2 separate regions of the Mus musculus genome follow, and region 2 is linked to region 1. The links are chromatin contacts, called in public HiChIP or PLAC-seq maps. All regions are on one chromosome and are shown on one strand. The core of a region is the stretch at or near the end of the contact, and the rest is flanking DNA. Distances in the headings are between cores, read along the strand shown. Region 1 overlaps Inpp5a (inositol polyphosphate-5-phosphatase A). Region 2 holds the start of Nkx6-2 (NK6 homeobox 2).

What was found. HiChIP or PLAC-seq counts read pairs in DNA pulled down with a chosen protein or histone mark.
Region 2: a contact with region 1 is called in an H3K27ac HiChIP or PLAC-seq map of neural progenitor cells, with 6 times the contacts expected there. The contact joins the promoter of Nkx6-2 here to the enhancer-like site in region 1. A contact is called at or near these places in 5 of 484 Hi-C or Micro-C datasets (brain, cerebral cortex, cortical glia and 2 more) and 3 of 115 datasets of contacts at active chromatin or transcription factors (cardiomyocytes, embryonic stem cells and neural progenitor cells).

What each region holds. Positions count from the first base shown.
Region 1 is chr7:139,543,152-139,547,619 of GRCm38.p6, forward strand. All of the region lies in intron 9 of Inpp5a (inositol polyphosphate-5-phosphatase A), which reads left to right. It also overlaps the pseudogene Gm33697. Among named protein-coding and RNA genes, the nearest start is that of Gm33031, 37 kb to the right of the region's middle. Within about 2 kb of position 2,315, at least 58 of the 459 cell types and tissues checked have an H3K27ac peak or open chromatin away from gene starts, as enhancers often do. A contact at or near this core is called in brain, cerebral cortex, cortical glia and 2 more, where this site is marked.
Region 2 is chr7:139,580,102-139,584,569 of GRCm38.p6, forward strand. Nkx6-2 (NK6 homeobox 2) reads right to left here and starts at 2,696. Exons shown (of 3, transcript NM_183248.3): 1 at 2,033-2,696; 2 at 1,780-1,952; 3 at 1,119-1,587. The coding sequence starts at 2,438. The coding sequence ends at 1,333. It overlaps Gm33031 (a long non-coding RNA gene), which reads left to right and starts at 2,695. Exons shown (of 7, transcript XR_003946896.1): 1 at 2,695-4,468.

The sequences.
Region 1 (4,468 bases), core at 1,065-3,564:
GGCCTTGAAGTTTCATCCACAGGAAACGGGAGTATGTGGCCCCCGACCCGTGAGCATGGCCTCTCTGTGGGTTTGGAAGGACAACTTCCTGGGACCCCTCTGTAGGCTGAGGCTGGCTTCTGAAAAGCAGATCACGACACTGAGCATCCACCCTCCGGCAGCTTGAGGCACAGCAGTCAGATGTGGCTCTGCCCTTCCCTCTGGAGAGTGGGTTTCAGTTTATAGACTGGTATTCAGAATACCCCTTGTGGCGCAGCAGCAGAAATAGCCCCCCCCCCCACAGCACACACACCAGGAACATGAGTCATGGGCCACCGCCATGATTCCAAGGCCTAGTGGAGAGAAGATTTCCACTGGAGGGAAGCCCACGCCCAGAAGCAATGCCCAGCAAAGGTAGTATTGGTTCCAGTAGCCAGGGCCCATGGGAGCTCCAAAGGTTAGAGTGAAGGCACAGAAGTTGTTCTGGTTCCCAAAGAAGGCTTGAACAATTGTTGAATGAGGAAGAGAAGATGCCAAGGTGGAGCAAAGAGTGGAAGCCTGGCAGGGGAGGGCTGATTCTTGGACCTGCTCTTCCTCAGAGAAAGCCACTGGTTGCCATTGCATGAAGCCAGATGGAGTAGAGCCCCACAACAGCTGGTTCAGCTGGAAGACGGCAGGTGCATATTCATCATCGATGGAGTTCTGTTCATTCACTGAGGGGCAGACAGGGCCCTGTCCCAAGGTGGCTACCTCTAGACCAAACAGGGAATGGTTTCCACGAGGAGCAGCTCCAACCAGGGCCACTTCTAACTGGCAGACATCTGCTGTGTGCAGGAGGAGAGGGGGCTAGATCAGGTCTACCAGATCTAGAAAAGGCTTGGACCTTGAAGGTCAGGCTGCCATTGGCGAATGCTCCAGTAGGATCATCTACAGGGCGGCCTTGAAAAATGATGCTCAGGGTAGCAATATCCAATGAGTTGGTAATATTGTTCCAGGAGAACTTGGCCAAGGAGTACAGAGGGTATGGCTTTCCTGGAGGCTGTGCCCCCTCAGACACGTTGGTGCTGTCAAACTCAGGCAGCCTGGTGAAGACGAGAGCGGAAGAACACTGGATGCTGCTCTTGGGGAGCACCAGCAGGGTCCCAGCTGGATCAGGAGATAGCAGGAGACGCCAGTGGACACTCAGGACACTGAGTGGTGTTGGTGGCCACCAGCACCACAGCTGGAGGCCCCAGGCTGCTCCACACATAGCACAGGGTGGAGTTGCTGCCCATTGCCCGGATATGAAGCAGGTTCTGTAGATTTGGCCAGCCGGAAATAACCTCCATAGATACCTACCTGGCGAGTGTCTTCTCCCAGCAGGCCAAATCCTCTTAAGAATTTCTGTACCCTTGTTTCTGCCAGGTCACCTCCAAGTGACTTTCATATTTCTGAAGACAGAGTAAAGAATGGGAAGAGTATGAAATCAGAACAGTCACAGACAGACTCAGTCACAGGAGAAAGGTGTGCTGCTCAGAACACAGGATGCCCTGTAGAAAGGTGTCCTCTGGGAAAGCTGTCCCAGGCCTGTGGCTAGCTGGTGCCTGAGACACCTAACACACTGCTATGTCATCCATTGGTGGCTTCCCTCTTAAGTGAAAGTGGAAGTTGATTTTCAGTGTCTGGCAAAGACTAGACTCTTTGCTTTATTTCCTTAGGACACTAGGTTCTCACCCAGAACAGAGCCCCCTCAGTACTCCTGTCATCCTGGACAGGCAAGGAGATCCCAGTGTTTCAGGGAATATGGCCCATTTGATAGCCCTGCCTCTTGGGGTCTCACGCCATCACACTGGCTGGCTAGATTCATCAGAGGTTAATTAAATCCATCTCCAAAACAATGAAAGGCCAATGAGCTAAGCCCAATCTCAGTAAATTAAACACATTAAATGCAGCCATTGTTCATCCTGCAGGGAGAGCGGGCTCAGGCTCTAGGGTGCCTCCGGGAAGAGACCAGCCTCCAGGCTCTGGAAGCTCTTGGAGCACAGTAGAGACCTGCTTGTCACTTGCAGTGAGGGAGGAGTGTGGGGATGGGAAGGGAGGGAGGCCTGTGAAAGGGGCTCTGTGTGCAGGCACTGCCCCAGGAAGAGCAGCTTCTTATGTTTCAAATGCAAATTAATGCAAACATGCTTGCAGAGCAGAACTGAAAAGATGATACTGTGATCAAATTTGGCACCGCTTAAGCCATAATTAAAACATACACAAATTAAACACGATTATCCTGCCGTGTAACAGGACCACGCGCCATTACTCTAATTAATAATGCAGCCTCCAGCACGGTCCTGCTGCTGGGATTGCTTGGAGGGTATGTTTTATGCCTTGCACAGTGGCAACTGGCAGCTGGGTTGTTCAGCTGGCCATGGTGAGGCAAGTGACAGCGGTGCCAGCCGCGCCTGTCTCTGCATGGCCTGGGCTCACCACACCTGCTGTCCATCACCTCCCCACCAGTGGTGATGATAGATGCATTTTTGGAAGCTCGTCGTCTTTTTCAAAATCCTGTTGCCAGTTGTTGACAGCTACATGCTTAGGTGGCAGCTGTGCCTGTTTTCGAGCAGGGTCCAATGAAGGCCTCACAGAAGGACTCCTGGGACACAGGGCAGGGTAGCACCGAGGTGGCCGCAGTGTTTGCTGTGCCAGATATGAAGAACACTTCAAAGGTTCCCCAGTGTGACGAAGACCACTGCAACAGCAAGCTCACTCAGCTTGCTGATACCCAGGCACTACTGGTATCCAGGAGCTCCTATGTCTTACAATGAGAGCCAGGGGGTAATGCGGCACCAGATTACTGCTTTTGATGACTCTACAGGACCTCATCTGAGAGTTCCAGATGCTCTTGTCCTTGCCAGTGGACTGTTTGTGCGTGGGCTCCAGATGAAGTGCTGACTACCTATGTCATTGGTCCTTGTTAGAACACTCTGTGTGCCCTCGTGTGCATAGCCCACAAGTTCTGTGGCCATGTTCTAGACCATACAAAAGGGAAGGGGCTTGGGCCCGAGTGTCCACCAGCATATCAGTGAATAGCAGTGGCTGTGGCAACCATGTCCACCCTGCTGTGTGTGTAGCTAGGTAAACTGGCCAAAATTAAGTCCTGCTCCTCAGCAGTTTCAGTGGTTAGCCTTGCTCTCACCCTTGCAAACCTTGGCAGCACTTTGTGATATGGGGCTTTGCCTGTATTATAGAGAGTGATCCGTGGTCATTTAAAGCTTGGGCTTCGTGTGAAGTGGGCCCTGCTGTGTTAGAGCCCAGTAGAGTTTCCACAGGCTCTTCAGGACCTACTTTACCTGGTCAGCAGCCCTTAGAATTCTATCCTAAGTCAGAGGACAGGCAGATCTGCACCATGGCCCTCACCAGATCCTGTAATACTCGGTACACTCAAGTTAGTCCCCTGCAGTGAGTCATAGTGGCAGCCCTTCTTCCTCTCTAGCTAGGGCTCCCTCGAGCCCAAGTGGGCATTTTGTTCTTCCTTTGCGGGCAGAGGACTGAGCACTCAAGTGACAGAAAGCCTGGGCCTCAAAGAGGGTGCACACAAAGTACCACCCAACTTGAGGGCTTTGAAAAATAATGGCGGCAACAGAACTCCTAATTAACATCGTTAGATGTTTAATGACTTCAGATGGAGACCTCAGGTCGGACCATTCCTGAATAAGGTTGACAACATCAGCTGTACTGCAGCAAATCATAACAAGAATTTAGATTTCATATTCAGAGTATTTACTTCTACAAAGATCAATTTGAATACTTTAATTAGCCAGTGATTCTACTGTTTTACTATCTCAAGATTCTATTAGAGTAGCTAGGTCTTTGACTCACTGATCAAGAAGCTGTTTGGCTGCGTACTCATGACCTGCTGCAGCTCCGAAGACCTGTGGGAACTCTGTGCTCTGCTTTCTCTGCTTTCCAGCTGTGTGAGCTTGGGGCATCTGGAAGGAGTCCTGCTGCAGGTCTAGCCCCAGCCAAGACAGAGTGTAAGCCACAGGGGCTTACACAATCTTGTGAGATACTTCTGGGCTGTGGGTGCTCACACAAATTGTGTGAGTCTCAGCTTGTGCCTATACTCTTATAAAAGTAGGTCCTGTCCTACCTAGGTGGGATGAACAAGTCACTCAGTGCCACTAATAACCTGGACACAAGCACCAGCTGCTGCAAGGCAAGCCGTTTTGGGAGAAGAGATGACAGGCTGTTTGTGATGCTCTGTTTTAGATGAGTAGCTGCCACTGTCCAGCAAGGAGAAGGAGACTGGACAGGCCTCTGTGGGTACTGATAGACAGCTCCCCAAACAGCATCCGTTGCTGATTCTGTAAGGTGAACTTTGCACAGTGGGCCTTTTGCCCAGCCCTGTGACCTACAGTAGGCCTCCTGTGTCAGGTAGAACCCAATCTAAAAAGCTTAGGCAATCTTATAAAATCCTGTCCCTGGTTTTGCTGAGTCAGTCTGAACTGCTGGCCTCACTGAG
Region 2 (4,468 bases), core at 1,446-3,945, 37 kb after region 1:
TCCAGTGAATATTTTTTAATGCCTTACAGAGAGTAGTTTTGTCATGATTAGCTAATGTGGAAATTGCACACTTAACACTTAACATTCACTACATTAAGGTGGAGCTGTGGAATGGACTTGTATGGGGCCGAAGATGGGGCTTTGCTACAGGGAATTATAGCCCTGAAAGGTCCTAGGGTGGAGAGGGCACCAAGCTCTTAGCTGCCTGGGCATGAGCCACTGGTCTTACCTATGGATTTAGCTCTTTAGGTTGAAGAGATCCTGGCTGAGGGCCCTCCTGTCAGCCTTCTGAGAGGCCAGTGGTGAGTGTCAGGGCTGCTGACACAGGCTGAAGACTGTGAGGTGCCTGGGCAGGATTCACAGGATGTCTGCAGCCCTGCTTAAAACCGGGCTTTCTACTAATGAAAGTCAAGGACTGATAGCCAGAGGCCAGGGAGGGTGCAGAGCCTCGGGCCTTATTACCCCCAGCTGGAGTTTAGTAATTATATCCAAAATGTTTAGAATTCTGGCTAAACAGATAATTATTACAAAATAACAGGGATAGGACAGTGCTGGTTTGGCCTGAACCAGGACATGGGCGCATAGTAACAGGGCACGCTCCCCCAGGTTGAGAAAAAGAAAATACATTAAAAAGAAAAACAGTGTAGTGTGAGGTGCTAGCTGCTTTTAATGAGACAAGCCTTGCAGAACTTTGGGTCTCCCTTCGAATGTGTTAAAAACGAAACAAAACAACAACGATCTACACAGAAAATAGAAATCATACCTGCTTTGGGGTCTCTTCCGCTGAGTTCCCTGCTGGCCCAGCTCCTCCAAGCACTGCGCAGCGGTGTCCTTCCCTTCCCCGGCGGCTGAAGCTGCCTTCCCACGACCCGGGGCATGCTCAGTCTCACAACCTCTGCGCTCCTGCAAGCTGCCATCACCGTGCGCTCTGGGACCATCACCAGGCACTCAACCTCTGAACCAAAGGCGCACACGGGCCCCAGGTCGTCATCAAGCACTGTCGCGCCCCCCTGCGCCAGTCTCTGGCGCCCACAGAGAGAACAGGCTAGGTGGGTCTGCAGGGTCCTGCCCGCCCGCTGGTGCCAGCTCCGTATGGAAGAAACACGATGTGCAGCCTTGGGAGCCACGGCTCCGACGAGGACGTGTTAAATAATTTATTGATTATACAAAGTGATCGGCCCAAACCCCGTACTCCGCCATCACGCCAAGGCCGCGCCAACGTCCGCTTTATAACTTATTCTGTAAAAATATATATACACACTGCGGCTGGGCGGCTGGCGTCGGGGCATGCCGCGAGTCCCGGTTCTCGGGTTCTCCGGCCTGGCCGCGTCCTCACAAGGCGTCCCCCGCGCTGCCACCACACGGGCTAACGAGCGCCAAGTTCGAGGGTTTGTGCTTTTTGAGAAGCCGCGTGATCTTCTCGTCATCGGAGTTGGGGTCCAGGGGCCGGTTGTATTCGTCATCGTCCTCCGCGTCTGAGCCACCCACCTTCAGCTTCTCGGCATCCGAGTCTTGCTTCTTTTTAGCCGACGCCATCTCTGCCGCGTGCCGCTTGCGCCACTTGGTCCGCCGATTCTGGAACCACACCTGGGGGTTTGGGGGAGGGATCATCAGACGGGCACCGAGGCTCGCCTCACCCGACCAGCACTCCGGACCCGCCTGGCGCCAGCGCTTTCCGCGGTCCGGCCGCAGCCGAACCGCCGCTCGCCGGCCGTTCGCAGGACGCGGACTCCGGGCCCCGCCTCAATACTGCTGGACCCCGGCCCATTTCGAGCTCACCTTCACTTGGCTCTCGGTCATGCCCAGAGAGTAGGCAAGCCGCGCGCGCTCTGGGCCTGCCAAATACTTGGTCTGCTCGAAAGTCTTCTCCAGCGCGAAGATCTGCTGGCCGGAGAAAGTCGGCCGCGAGTGTTTCTTCTTGCCATCCTTATCCAGGACCCCGCCGGCTTGGGCTGCGAAGAAGAGCCAGTGAGCGCAGTCCGAGGCCCGCGCCCAGCCCCTCTCCTTACCGAATCCCGCGCGGGCCACTTACCGGAGCCGGCCAGTCGCGGGTCCCTCCAGGGAGAGCCCTGCACCACCCCAGGCCAGAAGATGGGCGGGCGCCCAGGCAGTTCCGCCAGCGGCTTGGGGTAGCCCCGAGCCACGGCGGCTGCGGGCCCGAAGTAGACACCTGCAGACGAGGCGAGCCCGTTGAGACGGGGCAGACTTCCTAGGAGGCCGCCACCCGCTGCGCCCACCGGCCGTCCCAGGATGTCGCTGATGCCGTGCGGAGTGCCTAGAGGCAACTGCGCGCCAAGGCTGCCTAGGGCGGGTGTCTTGAAGCCCGCCGGGCCCTGCAGCGCGTAGGGGAACAGCGACGTCTTCATCTCAGCCATGTTGTGCAGCGCGGCTAAAGGCGCGCTGCTCAGCACAAACGCACCCGGGCGGTTAGCGTCCATGGGCGCCGCCGCCTCCGACCCGGGCGCCCATCCGGGCCCCGCTGCCACCGCCCGCACCCGCCGGCTCGGGAAGTTTGCGCGCGGCGCCGAAGAGCGCCGGCTACGCTGGGACGGGTGGACCGCGTTTCAAACGAACGCCGACGGCCCCTACGGGAAAGCGAGAGGACCGACGGCTGTTGCGCTGAATGGGCGGCGGTCAGAGAGAAGGCAGGGATACTAAGGGCGGCGGGAGCGGCAGTGGCGGCTCCGGGGCAGGTCGGAGCGGCGCCGCGCGGGATGGACGCACTGATAACCGCGGGGCCTGGGCGCGGCGCGCGCGCTGATTGGCTGAAGGCACTGGCGACCAGGCCATTGGCCAGCGTCCGGCCCGTCTGCGCGCGCCCCCGCCGGCCATGCACTCCATGAAGGGCCCATTAGCGAGGCAGGTGCCTCCGGGACTGTAAATTTGCCCCCTGATTTATCTCCCTAGAGATGAAATAAATCCCGTTGGATGGGAGTTTAGTTAGGCAAAGGTTTTAATGGGAAAATCAGGAAAAAATACGAGAACATATTTTATCGACCGAAAGAATGTAGATTTCAAGATCCACTCCGAAAGCTCAAGCTCAGTATGCTTAGTTCAGGGAAGAGCCTGGGACGGCTGGACGCCACAGGTCAGGGCACTCCATCTTGGATCAGGGCCCAAGCCCTGTACTGGGGTTCCTTCTCCTTCCCAGCTCGTGGTGGTGTGGGCTGTTGTGAACTTGTGGGTATAACTTTTCTGGGTGGATTTTGAACGAAAAAGGGTGGACTCTAGGGACCAGATAGATTTGGCTTCCTCAGATCTGCCAAACTCTGCCAACTGAACTCACTGACTTTAGATGGCTCCAGGCAACCGGTGACCTTACTACCACACACACACACACACACACAACCTATGCTGTCCTCCCGTTCTGAAATCCTTGAAGTTGGGTTGGGGTATCTGGGAGAGGCTAGGCCGTCCCCCTTGAACTTTTATGCTTATTAGGCACTCACCTAGGAGGTTACCCGTGTCCAGACTTTGAGGCCCAGGACCAGAATTCTCCTGCTTATTGCTTTCTGGCAAGCTGGACCTCGGGCCAGAATGCAGCGGTTTTGGAATTCAAGAACCAGGACGAAAGGATCACCTTACTCACTGACTTCGGCTGGGTATGCGTTTGCAGTCTAGCGGACAGAGCACTGGCTATAGACCCGGCCTGTAGAGCCCACTAGGCCTTAATTTCTTTTCTAGTACAGGGGCCTCTCACTCCATAAAATTGTTGGGCAGTTAACTGAAGTTGCAGCCACCTAGTGCGGCGGCGCACAGCAGGATCCGAGAAGGTAGCACGCTGGCGCTTATTTCTTTCCTCCTCTTGAGCAGTGCTTACTGTTAACCTCATAATACCTAGTACTGATTGTGATACAACCTGTGGAAATAGAATCTACTGTTTCCGGTCCTGGCGATTTAAGCAGAGGCCCTGTGCAGTTTGTTAATAACGACTTTCCCCTTTTGCCCTGGTCTCCAAGGTTTCTGTCTTACGGGCAAAAGTGATCCTAAAGGCTTCACGTAGGGGCCTAACGTCCACTGCTGCTGGTCCTCTTAGAAGTTCAGTTTCGTTTTTTAACAGTTAGTGTGGGGTCTTTACGCCACGCGTCTCCATCAGGTCAAGGCTTGGAAAGCCACTTTATGGCGGGAACTGGAAATAAGTGCTGTGGTCCCGCTGACTTCTGCAGGACCTGAAAGACCTTGCACGTATGATCCTCACCCATCCTCCCGTACGCAGTGGCCCCTAGCGCCTAGAGGTTTCAGTTACTGGCTTCCTAGTCTGAGTCTACACTCTCAGGATCCATTTGGGCGCGAGCAGCAGCAGCGGGGGCTAGGCTCAGTTCCCTCCAGCACCGAGCACACCGCCCGCTGGAAAGTCTGGGCTTTCTGATGGTACCCTGGGATCTCTGGACTGCTTCCCTCGAGCCCTTAGACCAGCCCCTGGCCTCGCTTTCGCTCCACTTCGATTACGACCGCGTATACTCCGAGG